Linked DNA regions of Macaca mulatta: region 2 is linked to region 1. A link is a contact called in public Hi-C data. All regions are on one chromosome and are shown on one strand. Each heading gives the region's core, a stretch centred on a gene start, on an enhancer-like site or on the middle of the called end of the contact. The rest is flanking DNA. Distances are from core to core; before and after follow the strand shown. Region 1 overlaps HIF1AN (hypoxia inducible factor 1 subunit alpha inhibitor). Region 2 has its middle 37 kb from the start of SLF2.

What was found. A called contact is a pair of places that touch in the nucleus more often than the background predicts.
Region 2: a contact with region 1 is called in a Hi-C map of fetal cortex germinal zone, with 7 times the contacts expected there. The contact joins two enhancer-like sites. A contact is called at or near these places in 6 of 14 Hi-C or Micro-C datasets (cortical neurons, fetal cortex germinal zone, fetal cortical plate and 3 more).

Annotation. Positions count from the first base shown.
Region 1 is chr9:112,614,725-112,621,891 of T2T-MMU8v2.0, reverse strand. The region is part of intron 7 of HIF1AN (hypoxia inducible factor 1 subunit alpha inhibitor); the gene reads right to left. It overlaps LOC144331288 (a long non-coding RNA gene), which reads left to right and starts at 6,824. Exons shown (of 2, transcript XR_013398326.1): 1 at 6,824-6,975. Within about 2 kb of position 2,566, at least 12 of the 40 cell types and tissues checked have an H3K27ac peak or open chromatin away from gene starts, as enhancers often do.
Region 2 is chr9:112,935,340-112,942,506 of T2T-MMU8v2.0, reverse strand. No RefSeq gene overlaps it. Among named protein-coding and RNA genes, the nearest start is that of SLF2, 37 kb to the left of the region's middle. Within about 2 kb of position 3,211, at least 4 of the 40 cell types and tissues checked have an H3K27ac peak or open chromatin away from gene starts, as enhancers often do.

The DNA.
Region 1 (7,167 bases), core at 1,317-3,816:
TCTCCTGCACTCAAACTCCTCTTCAGAGCTGACCCTGGTTCCCACCCCTCCTGTGTCCTTCTTCCTCCCTCCCTCTCACTGAACTCCGCCCTCAGTTCCACTCCTACTTACCTGGGAAATGCCTCTCGGGCACGTTCACACCTACTCCCTAAACCCTCTTTTCTCTCCTTTTCTCCTTGGGTGTTCTCATCTGCCCAATCCTCACTAACTCTACGAAGCTGAGCCCAACCCTGTTTCTTTCCTCTGGGTTCCAGCCTCATACCACCTGTTGTAGCCAGATACTTCCTGTTGCAGCCAGACCCCTCTGCCCTACGCGTTCACTGTGCTCCAACAATGGTCAGAGCTGTCCTCTTCATGTCTTCACTGCCCTCCAAACCTCAGGAAATTCAGGCTTCTGTAGCTTTGCTCCCCTGTAGACCAACATGTCAGTGTTTCAACCACATATATGTATTTTGGAGACAGTCTTGCTCTGTCGCCCAGGCTGGAGTGCAGTGGCGCAATCTCGGCTCACTGCAACCTCCACCTCCCAGGTTCAAGCAATTCTCGTGCCTCAGCCTCCCAAGTAGCTGGGATTACAGGTATGCATCACCACACCTGGCTAATTTTTGTATTTTTAGTACAGACAGGGTTTCATCATGTTGGCCAGGCTGGTTTCAAACTCCAGGCCACAAGTGATCTGCCTGCCTTGGCTTCCCAAAGTGCTGGGATTACAGGTGTGAGAAACCACACCCGGCCCCAATATATTTTTTCTTCATTTTCATAAATTCATAATTGGGGGGGGGGGAAGATAAATTTTCCCCATTTAAAGATGCAGCTCTAGCTTCCCTCCTTCAAGGGGCGTTCTTTTGTAGGCTCCTAACCACCTCTCAGCTCCCAGGTGTTCACCATCAAAGCTCACCACCCACCGCTTGACTCTGCTGTCTCTCTCCCTTCTCTAGGCAATGCATGAGTCTCTGTCTCCATACCAGGTGCTGGGATCCTCAGAGGCTTACGAAGCTAGGCCTTCACTTAAGGTGTCTACTCCCCAAAACCAAGCTGGGGAAGACGGCATCAGACAGCATGTAAGTTCTCTCCCAGCTCCAATATTCAAGGATTTGGAATTCGAGGGTTCCTTCTAGAATGTTCCCCTGGGAAGGCCTTCAGAGTGTCTTCAGTTAGCAGACATCCACATGTTCGTGAGCTGCTGACAAGCGTGCCCCCCTTTTGGGGAGTTGAGGCCCAAGAGAAACCAGGAGGATCATAAGATACTCTGTGTGGATGTAGGGGTGAGGGAAGTGTCCTGGAGACGAACTCCCTTGAAAATCTCCAATATGCTAACCTACACACACACACACACACACACACACACACACACACACGTCACCTAAACACCCCCCCCCCCCACACACACACACACACACGTCACCTAAACCCCCTGGAGGCAGAAACGTTCCCCTAGAAGCCCTTAAGGGGCATACTCTTCCCCTCTTTCTCCAAAAAAGGGAATAGTCAGTATCCTGGGGCTCGGTGCCTCACCACAAACCACAAAGCATGGCTGCCCCCATGGGGCTTCACTGAGTATGGCAGCCTCAATTACCCGTCCTCCTGCCCCCATCAGGACAGAACCAACCTCCATCTCCAGCTCTGCAAGAAAAGGCTAATGGACTCCGCCGTCCCTCCAGTTCTTTCCCCTCTCCCAGTCCTCTCAGTAGGCTGAGTCCACTCCCTGCAGCAATCCATCACCCTCAATATGGCCATCCACCCACACGCGCACCTCCCCGCTCCTGAGCAGCACCCACACACCTGGACGGTCCTCGGTTCATCCCGCCCCAGGTCTCCAACGCCCATCTGGAGCTTCCAGGGTGCGCCCCAATTCCAGCCCCGGCCGCCTCCTCCAGCCACCCAGGCCAGAGCTGCCATAAGAGCAAGCCCATGTCCTCAGCAGCCCCGCTCCGGGCGCTGAGGACGAGACATCATATCTAAACCGAGGGCCATGGACCTCAGACTCACCTGGGAAACTGGTTACAAATACAAATTCCTGGGCCCCATCCAGAACTGCCGAATTATTCTGGCGGTGGAACCCGAAACCCGCCCTGCCTGCAGCCCCTCCGGCGAGCCCACCGCGGTCCAGACCCAGGGCCCCGTCCGACCCCCAACCACTCGCCCCAGGACCCCCGAGCGTGGCCGCCACTCCGCTTTGAACAGCGAAGGAACTCGAGACAAAGCCGAGCTGAGCTGCGGACAGCCCACGGCCAGTAGGTGGAGGGTCGGGGACCCCAGGCTCTTCCGCGGCCCCACAGACCCTTACGTCAGAAGAGCAGCGCCCCCCGCCCCCCTCCCCGCGCCAGGGCAGACAGGAGGCCACGTGCGAAGTCACTCAGGCCGGAACACGTGGTCCCAGCAGAAGCCACATCTGGATTCTACGCGTCCTGGGCCACGGGCGAGGTTCTTCCACACCACAGGCGTCTTCTTGCCACCCAGGAGACCTGGGCCGGCAGCGCCCCTGCAGAGCGGGGCCCACGGGCTCCCCGCAGTGGGGAGTGCGAGAAACGCAACTGCGGCCTCGCCGCGCACTCCGCTCCCGCCATTGGCTCAGGAGCCCTGCGTGGAGCAAGGGCGCCACGCTGCGGCCGCAACAGGGACGGCACATCCCAGGGGAGGGCGCGGGAACTAGTGCAAGAGGTCCAAATTTCCAGGTTCCCTCCCACCTCAATGACTCGTTTTATAGCCGCCGCCTCAGGCTGACCTATACCCTAGACCCCTTCTAACTAATCGCTAATTATTCCCTGACCTCAGTAAGGCCAGGGATGAGAGTCACAGGCCAATGCCTCTGGGCAGCCATAGGAAGTGAGGAAATGCAAGACCCCAAATTTTCCCCTAAATCCTAGAAATATACTCCAGATAAAAGTCTTGGCCTGGGTTCAGATTATAGACTCCTGTCCTTCATTCCAGAAATTTCAGCACCACAGAATTACTGGCAAGTTTCTGACAGTACTCAGGCCCACTGCCATGGTGGCTTCCTGTCAAAAATATTCTCATCTGTCACTGACCTTAGCAGGGGAAAAGACCTCAGAATTGGACCCAGTGCTCCAGAGGTGCCCTGACCATCTCAGAAAGCAGTGCAGTAACACCTCCCTTGATCTGGCTACTCCGTTTGGTTAATGCAATTCATGACTGTGTTAGGATTTTAGCAGTCACATCACACAGCTGACTCATATTGAGCTTGCAGTCAACTAAACCCCCCAGGTCTTTTCTTCATGAACTGCTGTCAAGCTGGGCCAGCCCCCACACCCGGTACTTATGTCATTGATTTTGTTTTAACCTAAGTGCAGGACTCTACATTTATCCCTGTTAAGTTTAATCTTGTTGGTTCCAGCCCAGTGTTCCAGCCTGTTGAAATCGTTTTGAATCCTGATTCTTTCATGCAAAGTATTAACTGCCCCTCCTAGCTCTATCACCTGCAAACTTGATGAGCCTGCTGCTTCGGTCAGTTGTCAATAAAAATGTCAGACAGGACACAGGCCCAGACTGAGTCCTAAGGCATACTGCTGGAGACTTCCCTCTAGTCTAGGCTGACATGGATCACTGGGTCTGGCTCTTCACCAAGCTTCCTAGCCATTTGGTTCAGATGCTTCTGCCACTACAGATAACATGAGAGGCTTTGCTGGAAATTTCCCTTGCCCAGGTTGTGGCCCCCATATCAAGCTTAGGCCTTCTTTCTACCCTCCACACCCCACCACCACTTGTTTACTCGTAACTTTAGGGGATCAGATTTCCAATGGTGCCCCCTCCTGTATGACTTAGTATTTCTGAGCTTCAGCATCACCTTGGCTGTGCCTTTGCTATTTCATATCCCATGATCCTATGCCTCCTCTGAGACTTCATTCTCTTAAATTCTCTCTCCTGCCACCCGCTGCCTATAAATGTGCAGTGGCCTCCATTGCCTAAAAAGCGCTCTACTAGCTGCCTCCTTAAACTGTGGTTGGCTTCTGCCTCTGTCCTTTTCTTGAAAATCCAAATAATTCCAAACTCACCTTCTGTGTCTCCTAAACCTTTAGCAATCTGGGCTGCCAATCTCTCAGCTAAGCAACCACACTGCCCAAGCAGTGGGCAGTGATGGTGGAGATGGAAGCAGAAGATTCACAACCACATCGCAAAGATCAGATATGGGGGCTGCATAAAGCAGAGAGCCCAGGACCCCTCACAGATCAAAGTCAGGCTGCGGTCAAACTAAGCAGGTGACCGGAATGTTCACAAGGACTGAGACATGAGGTCAGAGCCTAGGCAAAGTGCCTGGTCACAGACAAGAGCAGTGAACACTGAGAAACCTGAGCCTGGGAACTTCTTACACATTTGCTATAGGGGTTGGAATCAGTCCTGGAGCCAGATCAGGTGGGAAGACAGCCTGGCTGGAGGGGGAAACGATATGCAGAGAGAGGCAGGGCTTTTCCTGAGCCCTTATTCTAGGCTACCCAGCATCAGTTGTTAGCAACTCCAGAGTGCCTCAAGTTCAGGGTCATACACTCAAATGTCTATGTGGGCCAGACAGGTCATGTGAGTGAGATGTAGGGTACAACAGTGAAGAGTGGAGATTGACAAACTGAAAGGAACACAGCAAAGGGGGCAGTTGCTCTTCAGCTCCAGCCAATTGTTGTCCTATGGGAAAGGCAATTTCATTACTGCCAGATCTGATTTTCCAGGGAAGCGAGAAATCTTTTTAGGTGCATGTTTCTGATCTTTGATGCTGTCAATTTTTTAAAACTTTCGAAAACTTGTATTGGCAAACAAAACCATGTCTGTGGCCCTAACTGGACTAGTGGTGGCCATCTTTTAACGGCTGCTAGTTACCTGGTACTTGTAGAGGCTAAGTGACTTGGGTATGTGGTAATATTACATTTAGAACCCACTCTCTAAGTTTCTTAATATCAATGAGAGTGACTTTTGGGTTATATAGAAACAATTTATATTCATAAATTACTTTGGTTAAAAAAAATATTCAAGGCCAGGCACAGTGGCTCATGCCTGTAATCCCAGAATTTTGGGAGGCCGAGGCAGGACTGCTTAAGACCAGGTGTTCAAGATCAGCCTGGGCAATAAAGTGAGGCCCGTTTCTACAAAAAATAAACAATTAGCCAGGTATGGTGGCATGTGCCTGTGATCTTTGGGAGGCTGAGGCAGGAGGATCACTTGAGTCCAGGAGGTTGAGGCTGCAGTGAACCATGTTTGTGCCACTGCACTCTAGCCTGCGTGAAAAAGCAAGGCCCTGTCTCAAAAAAGAACAAACTATTCACCTCTTCAAAGTTACAAATCCAAAATCCTCTCTCTTTTCTAAGTTTTTAAGTTCTGCTAACAAATCTTATTATTGTACTTATAAAACAAAAAGTTTAATGTTTGATCCAACTTACTACTAAACTCCTTAAAACACTTAAATGGCATTTATATGATTAATGTATTTGATTTCCTTAAGTACTTAATTTATCTGACCAAGACAAAACCTGATCAAGTACTTATATCTCCAATAAATTAAGTTGATAAATACAGGAAATCTTAAGTCGTTCTAAAGGCTCTAAAGTTACAGAGAGATTTGGTAATGACTGCACCACTGTACTCCAGCCTGGGCGACAGGGCAAGACCCTGGCTCTAAAAAAATTTTGTTAAAAAAAAAAAAAAAAAAAAAGAAACTTGGCAAAATTTCCACTTAAAATTTGAGTATAAATACACTTTTTAGTTGGCATTACAAAGCAAATGTGTTACTCTCACAAATGCTCTTCCATATGTCAAGGACTTAAAATACAAACTGCATAGGCCCTTATAGCAAATAGTAATGATGTGGGGGTTTGATGTTTTTACACACCTGTTCTTCATCCTAAGTCCTCCATCATTAAAAGATGCACACCTACCAAGGAAACAACTGATGCCACTGCACGTATTTTGGAGGTTATCTTCTCAGATGACTGAGATTGCAGAACTACCAGAAATGTTGGTTGGGCCACTGACTAGACTGTGAAAGGACCCAGAAAGCGCTATTTGTGGCCTCATAAAGCCCTATCACACGGCCTCCATTACATAAAAAGGCAGTCAGCCAGCTCATATCCCTGAGTTTGACGCTATTCAGGGCCTAACTGCACTTTCTCACAGAGGTCTAGAATCCCATCTAGGCTGTCAGATACCTTGTCTCAGTGGCAAATTTCCTTGGCTCTCGAAACACAAAATGTTTTCTCATCTTGATGATTTCTGCTTTTTATTTCTAGGTGAACCACCGCTCTTAGAGTTTTTGTTTTTTCAAGAGATGGGGTGTCACTATGCTGCCTAGGCTGATCTCAAACTCCTGGCCTCAAGCTATCCTCCTGCCTCAGCCTCCCAAAGAGTTGGGATTACAGGTGTGCACCGCTGTGCCCAGCAACTCTTAAGTTTTTAAAATGAAACCTGGTTGAATGCAGTATTGCTCTAACAACTTTGACTTCTGGTCACAATTCCTAAGGTTCTCCTGACAGAACACTGGTCTCCTCACCCTTAGTTGAGAGTCTTGTCCTCTGCTCCTCATTGCCTCTCGTCGTTCAGTTTTCCCCTCTAGAACACCCATCTTCTTTCTTGAGACTTTCACCTCTTAGCATCACCCTTTCTGCACTGCACCCCCATGCCAACAATTCCTAGAGGTCCCTACTCCGTCTCCAATACTGTGGAGTCCTGCTCCCTTCTCCATGATTATTCCCCATTCACACTCATGCTCCCTCTTAGAGAACTGATCTCTCCTCAGAAAAGGGAAATCTGATGCTACTTGTTCACACTAAGACATGCACAGTTGAGTCCTCCTGTTTATGCTGGGTAAACGATGCTTCCTAAGAAATGGAGGAAAAGAAACTAACATTTATTGGGCACTTTACTAGGCACTAAGCTCTGAATTAACTGTTTCACTTGAGTTGTCTCATTCATTCTCAATAGCCACATAAGAGGACCTATTAAGAAATCCAGGGCTGGGCGTGGTAGCTCACGCCTGTAATCCCAGCACTTTGGAAGACCAAGGCGGGAGGATCACCTGAGGTCAGAAGTTCGAGACCAGCCTGACCAACATGGAGAAACCTCATCTCTACTAAAAATACAAAATTAGCCAGGCATGGTGGCGCATGCCTGTAGTTCCAGCTACTTGGGAGGCTGAGGCAGGAGAATTGCTTGAAATTGGAGGGGGTG
Region 2 (7,167 bases), core at 1,962-4,461, 320 kb before region 1:
TTCAAACAAGCTAAGGACAGAAGAGGCCACGATGGTAATTAACAAGAGATGGACTCCAGGGAACACTGTACAGGGCCCCAACAATGTCTGATTTTTGTCTGAATCAGAATCTTCCTTCCTCTCTTGGTCATGGTGCCCTACCAGCCTTTGTGCTGATGCTTCTATAAAGAGAAGGATCCTAGTGGGTAAGAGCCAGACTTTGAATGGTGAATTAGCTACTTGGCCTCAGGCAAGCTTCTTGCCTTTCTGTGATTCACTTTCCTCATCTGTGAAGTGGGACTAATAACAGTACCTATCTCAAGGTTATTAAGAAGATTTAGTAAATTAATTACATGATATATAATAAGTTAATATAAAATTAAACTAATAAGTGAATATACAAAGTGCTTAGAATAGTGCCTGACACGCAGCAAGCACTATATTGAGTGTTTGTTAACATAAACAAATATAGAGATCAAGGGAAAACATTGATGTGCTTCTCTCTGAAGATGTGCCAAGTCCTTGAGATGGTCTGCTTCCTGACAACGTTGGCTGTTTCCTACCCATCTTCACCTCTTTTCCTCCTTGTCCAAAATAAATAGATAAAGGAAGAGTGTGTTGATGTTAGCTCTTTGAAGTGACACGGACACTCCAAAGGCCGCCGTGCAAGGTTTTCCCCTTATCTGGGCCCTCTGGCAGAGCCAGTGTGTCGGCCTTGGGGAAACAGACCGATTTTGCTTTAGAGAAAATAGGCCTGATGTTAGACAGCAGGGAGGGAAGGGAAGGTCTGTTACCTGTGCTGGCTGCAGGGACTGGCTTGTGAGGAAGGAGGCAGAGCTTGCTGACATGAGCAGGACACAGGAAGATGCTGGGCAGAGCGCCATAAAGGGCAGTGGTGCAAGGGTCTGTCACCTTGAATTCCCATCCTGGCTCTGCCACTCACTGGCTGTGTGACTTTGGCCAAGTCACTTCAGGTCTCTGACCCTGATTCTGTATTGAGGCAGGAAGGGGTTTCACAGAGCCATCTCAGAAGTACCTTCGGGGCCGGGTGTGGTGGCTCACACCTGTAATCCCAGCACTTTGGGAGGCCAAGGAGGGTGGATCACGAGGTCAAAAGTTTAAGACGAGCCTGGGCAAGATGGTGAAACCCTGTCTCTACTAAAAATACAAAAATTAGCCGAGCATGGCCTGGGCGACAGAACGAGGCACTATCTAAAAAAAAAAAAAAAAAAAAAGGGAAAAAGAAAAAGAAAATTAGCTGGGCGTGGTGGTGGGCATCTGTAATTCCAGCTATTTAGGAGGCTGAGGCAGGAGAATTGCTTGAACCTGGGAGGCAGAGGTTGCAGTGGGCCGAGATTGCACCATTGCACTCCAGCCTGGGCGACAAAAGCTAAACTCCAACTCAGGAAAAAAAAAGGAAAAAAAGAAAAAAAAAAAAAAAGTCTTGTCAGGCTCTGATGCTCTGAAATTCTGTATGAATCAGTGAAGGAGTCTGTTGGCTTTTTCCTGATCCCCCTCAACCCTGTACTCCCCGCAATAATTATCTGAAAGACTCCAAAACCAAGTCAGTAGCCCAGAGAAATCTGCAGTGTCTCAGGAATATTACGGTTACTAAACAGAACTAATGCTATTTGCTGAACAGGGATGGGGTGAGAGCCAGCTCATTCGGGATAGGGATTCCTGAGCCCCTGACCCCCAACTCTAACTAGTTCTGGATGTGCAAGGGGCCGGGGGCCTCTGTTCTGCCATCAAGGTCAAAACCAGGACTTCTGATTCTTGAGAACCTTGGAGGCTTCTTTGTTCAATCATTAGCCCTTAGGGCTACCTCACAGCAGGGAAGCCCATGCTAAAGGCAAAGACTCACTGAGGCACAGAGGGGAACTGAGCCGAAATCATGCCTGAAACTTCAGACTCCAGTGACTGTCCTTGGATCCTACCCTGGCCTCCTGTTTCCCCATAACAGCCCTGGTGTGTCTATCAGAGGTGAGCTGGACGGCTGGGGTACAGCGGTCATCGGGGTGATGGGACCAGGTTGGAGGCCCGAGGCCAGCCCAGGGTGGCTACATGGCAGGTGGACACAGTTTCTGGTGAGCAGGAATCTGGCACCCTCTGCTGACCCCGCGGCAGGAGACAGCTGGTCAACCAGGCTAGGCTGCAGCCACCAGGAGGGGGAGGGGTGGGGTCCAGGACCAAGAGGCAGCTTCCAGTCAAAAGAGCAGCTTCCCTCTCTGAATAGATCATTTTTATTGGTTTTGCAATAAGCTTATGAGACAGGAACAATCGCAATAAACAAACCGAACAAGAAATCGAAAAGATGGACCCCGAAAGCTGTTACTGAGCCCTTCTCACCTTCTCTTAACGAGTCTCTAATTTATAACAAACTCATCATCCCAGCACCTCCAGGGTTCCCTGGTTCCAGATTAGAAACCCCTGGCCTCTGCCTTGTGTGTGACCTGTCATCTCCAGGGTCCTGAGACCTGGCTCCAGAGGTGGCAGGAGGCTCTGGCTAGTAGGAGGAATTGGCCCAGGGATGTCCAGGGACTTCCATCATGGCTTCCTCTGGGAGGATCTGCAAAGTGTGGTCCTGCCCCACCATGCATCCCCCACCCCTGCCCAGCAGGTCTCTCCAGAATCAATGGGGCTGGCTCTGAATGGCCCACATCCCCAAAACTTCTACTCCCACCCTCTGCCCAGCCCCAGGCTGCTGATGCAGGCATGGAAATCATGTTCCTTTCAGACTACCAGGTTAGGGCTTGGCACGGGAAGCTGAGATAGCTGGGGGCTTCCAAGCCCCCAAATTCCATGCTCCTCGGATAGGACTGAGGTCACTGCTGTGGGCTGAGGTTTTTACCTCCTCAAAATGAGAAGCTCCATTAGGGCAGAGCCATGTCTCTCCCCTTCCCCTTTTCCCCTAAAGCTAAGGCTGTCTGTGAGGAGGGCCAAATGCCTCCCGTCAGACTGGGCTTCCAGGAGGCTGGGGCTGTCTCTTCCTTCACCTGGAGATCCCTGGGGAAAGGCTGTGTCGCCTCCCTAGACTGTAGCCCCCTGGGCCTGGGTCATGTTTCCTTACCTTAGACTGAGGCTGTGGGAGTGCAGGGCTACATTTCCACCACAAGCTGCAGCTCCCTTAAGCATCCATTTTTTCCAGTCCCTTTTGTCACCCAGTTACCTTGAAGCTTTTCCCAAGGTAGTCCCCTGTCTTCTACCTGTCCCCGCTGGGGGAACAAGTCAGCCCCTGTGCCTTTCCTGGCAGCTGGGCATGGGACAGGGCATCGGGGATGGGAAGCAGTGTTCTGCGGAGGACTTTGTGGGTTGGGTAGGGCTATGCTTCTCTGCAGGGGACTGAGTGTGTCCTTGTGAAGCCTGCAATCCTTGGAGATGGCCACAAGATGTCAGCTCGAGGCTGTGGAAATGGCTCCAGTCCTGGGGCTGAGCTCAAAGGAAGGAAATCAGACAGCAGCCTGCAAGTTCCTCTCTGTCCCCCACTCAAACTCACAACAATGCTCCATCTCTCTCCTTTGTCCCCACATCTTTGCTCCCAGAAGAGTGGGTTCTGAGGCACCTTGACTTCCAGCTCTGGGAAGGGTGGGAGCTGGCTGCCCCTATTGCAGGCACCCTTGCTGGGAAGAGCCCCATGTGCCTGTGTTCCCCTCTGTGTCCTTGTGGGTATGGTTTCAGGCCACCATAGCCAAGTGTGAGTGCTCAGGGCTGCCTGTGTTTGTGTGTAACTCTCGGCAGGACTTTGTGTCTGCCACAACAGGCAGAGAAATTCAGACCTGAAAGGGCCCTTTGAAATCTCCCAGTTCAACCTCTTGTTTTATAGATGAGGAAACAGAGGCCCAAAGAGAGAGAGGAAATGGCTTGTCCAAGGCCACGCAGCAAGTCCATGCTGAGCTATTCCTGGAACCCAGGTCTCCAACTTTGCGGCATGTGTGTGCACCCATGTGGGAGTCTGGTTGACCAGGACTGTGTGCTGGTATACTTTTGTGTTAGTGATTTACATCCAATGGGTCCTGGAAAGTTCCCTGACTGACCATCAGCCTGCAAGGTTCCAAACAGAATCACAAGGAAATGGGAAGAAGGAAGGCATGGAAAGGAAGGAGGGAGAGACAGAGAAGTACATATGTGTGTAGATGCGCGTCTCTTTTTGCTTCATTGGGACAGGGTGTGATGTCAATGGTGGGATGTGTCTGTATCTCGTTAGGTAAGTGTGCTTGTGTCAGATACCTTGATTCATTGTGGTGTTGAGGTTTGAGTTTGTGTACGTGCATGTGTATGCGTGTATACTAGGACCCATTTGAGGGGCTGCAGGGAGTCAAGGTGTCTTTGGGGAGGCGTTGGTGCTTTTGGCTGGATAGAGTGTGAGCAGTGGTGTGTGCCAGCGGTTGGCGTGCCTGTCAGTGACTCTGGAGCGAGCATCGGTCAGTGGCTGCATGAGTGACTAAGGGTGTCAGGGAGCATAAAGAAGAGGCTGCTCCCTCTCCCCATCTCTTTGTCCCCAATCAGACTGTCTTCCCATAGCCCCTAAGGTTTCAGTGTCCCTGCCTCAGTAGCAGTGAAGAAATCCTTTATCGGTTGAGGCACCAGCCCCCATGTCGGGATTTCAAGGTTCCTGTCGGTTCCATCCATCTTCTGGGGCCTCCTGGTATTAGCATTGATCTACAGGGGAAATGGAGAGCGCGGCTGGGTTATTACGCACCCGCCCGCCTTCCCTGGGCTGTGATTGAGTGCACACAGAGAATTTTTGAAACATGGCCACCCTAACTTATTCTGTCTTCCTGCCAATAGCGTGGCATGGGTCCAAATTACGGGTCGATACCAGCTGATCTTTTTATGTTAAACTGTGATGAAGTTGCTTCTGTGGGGAGATGGTATTAGGCCCTGGGTCCTCTTTTATTGGAGAACTTTTGGTATGGAAAAGGGAGGGATGGAGGAATGGTTAAGGGGAGTGGTCAGTCGGGCATCATGGAGGGCAGGTAGTAGTGCATGGGCCAGAAGCATGCGCATTCCCGCAGGGGAGTCAGAGCTCGCCGCACTGGCTTTGGGATTCCCGGTTCCTGCCTGATTTCTCCCCTTGTGACCCTCGCCACACTGGGGACCCTCAGGGACCCCCATCAGACATCCATTGCTCAGCCAGCCTGCCCCTGGTGAGGCCCCACCCTGCTCCCCTCTAAGGATAGAATTCCATTTCCCTCTAGCCGCTTCCACCCTTCTCCCCCACCCCCACTCTACACACCTGCACCATCAAACGGGTTTGTCTTTAACCTCCAAACAGGGAACTTTAATTAAAGAGACAGTGACCCCTTTTATGAGTTTGGTCGAGTTGGGTTTCAGGGCCCTTGTCACTAGCGGCTCACATAACCCTAACAAAAGCTTGCAGGCCCCAAGAGGAGCCCGTCTCCCTGGTAGACATTGTGGCGGGGGCACAGGGTGGGATGGGGGTGGGGGCATGGAGAAGGGGGAGGCATCCTTGGGTCAGGAACCCCAGTAGCTGCATTGGTGAGGTTGAAGGTTGGGGGAGGGGACAGGTAAGGGGTCTGGGGAGGGGTCACTGACACTGTGAAGTACCTTTGGAGTGCAACCCCCACCCATAGGACAACCGTCTGGACCCCAGCTGTGTAGCAGCTTCTCTCTGCCTGAAATGGTTAAGTTTCCAGCAGGGGCTCTTGTGAATGTCCAGGGCTTGCCTCCCATTTGCCTATGGACTTGTATTATGAAACTTGAAATCATCTCCAAGAGGAATAGACTGGATAGAACTCCAAGAAAAGCTGAATTTTTTTACCCACATATTTAAAGGAAAAGTGGTTTTATGATAAAACATAATTACTAATAACTATAATAATACCACTCAACATCTGGCATGAAACACAAATTCTGTCCTGAACCTGAAGGTGCAAACACCGCACAGCATACACACTGCCTAGAAGGGAGCTGGCCCTCCGCGTGGAAGAGCTAAATTCGGGCCTCACTGGGCCCCCTGCTCTCCACCTTCCCCACCCCCAGCTCCCTTAAGGACCCCAAGTGTAGACATCTAGTGGGTTCGTGTTGTGAGTTTGAAGGGCCCTTATCTTACATCCAATCACCTCTTAACTGTTGATTTTTAACCAAGGGCTTTTCTAGGTCCTGTAAGGGATGTTTGCTTGCCCTTTGATCTGGTACTTTGATATCCTTTGTGAATTCTTCAGGCTGGAGAGGGCTGCCCAATCTGCCACACTTTTTCATTCAACAAACATCAGGGGCTGTTAAAAAGAACTAGTGTGTAATTGATTATTTCCAGAGGAATGGGTTTTCACGAAGTGGGGTACACTCCCATTAACCAGAGGCTGATACATTGTCAGTTATCTGCAAAAGGAATTAGCCACCTAAATGGTAATCCAGGGTTGCTCTGACCAGAAACTGAGGCTCAAACTAGCAAATTTGTGGAGATGAGACTCAAGGCCAAAACTGAATGAAGAAGATTCTCAGCACCCCCTCCACTTCTGCCATCACCATGGGATCCTTGCTCCTCCTGGTGACAAGTGTGGTGACCAAGTAGGGACACTTAGGTGGAATGTGGGGATGTCTGTGAGGAGTCAAATGACCCATGAGGGCATACAGACCAGAATTTGCAATGTCATCACACCCTGGGCCTCCACGTTCCCACGTGTAGACCTTCCCTTGTGCACATGCGTTCCCATGTGTGGACCTTCCCCTGTGCACCTGCGGCATCACCTACCCACATGAGTGGTCTGTCTATGTGTGTGACCTCACCCACAGAGAGAGGTCACAGCCCCTTCCCTCCTCTCTAGGGGAGGGATCTGGAGGCCAGAGGGGCTGGGGAGTAATTGGTTTTGGCGTTTCCTACCTCCGCTGCCCGGGAAGCTTTCTCTGTTTCATCTTCAGCCTGATCAATCCCCAGTCATGTGCCTTTCCACATGGACGCCCCCGACCCCCCAACTCACCATGCCCTCGGAAACTTCGTTAGTGCCATTAATCTGCTGACCCAAGCAAATCACCAACTCTTCCTGCAACTCAGCCTCTCCATCCCTCCCCCAGAGACCACCCCCCAGGATCTCCAGAGCTGGCTCAATCTCCCCTGTCTCCTCATGTTCCCAGTCACCCCTTTCTGTTTGATACCCACCCCCAACCCCATCACTCCCAATCTGGGATTCTCCTTCCTCCTCATTCATGTGTGCACACTCAGCGCTT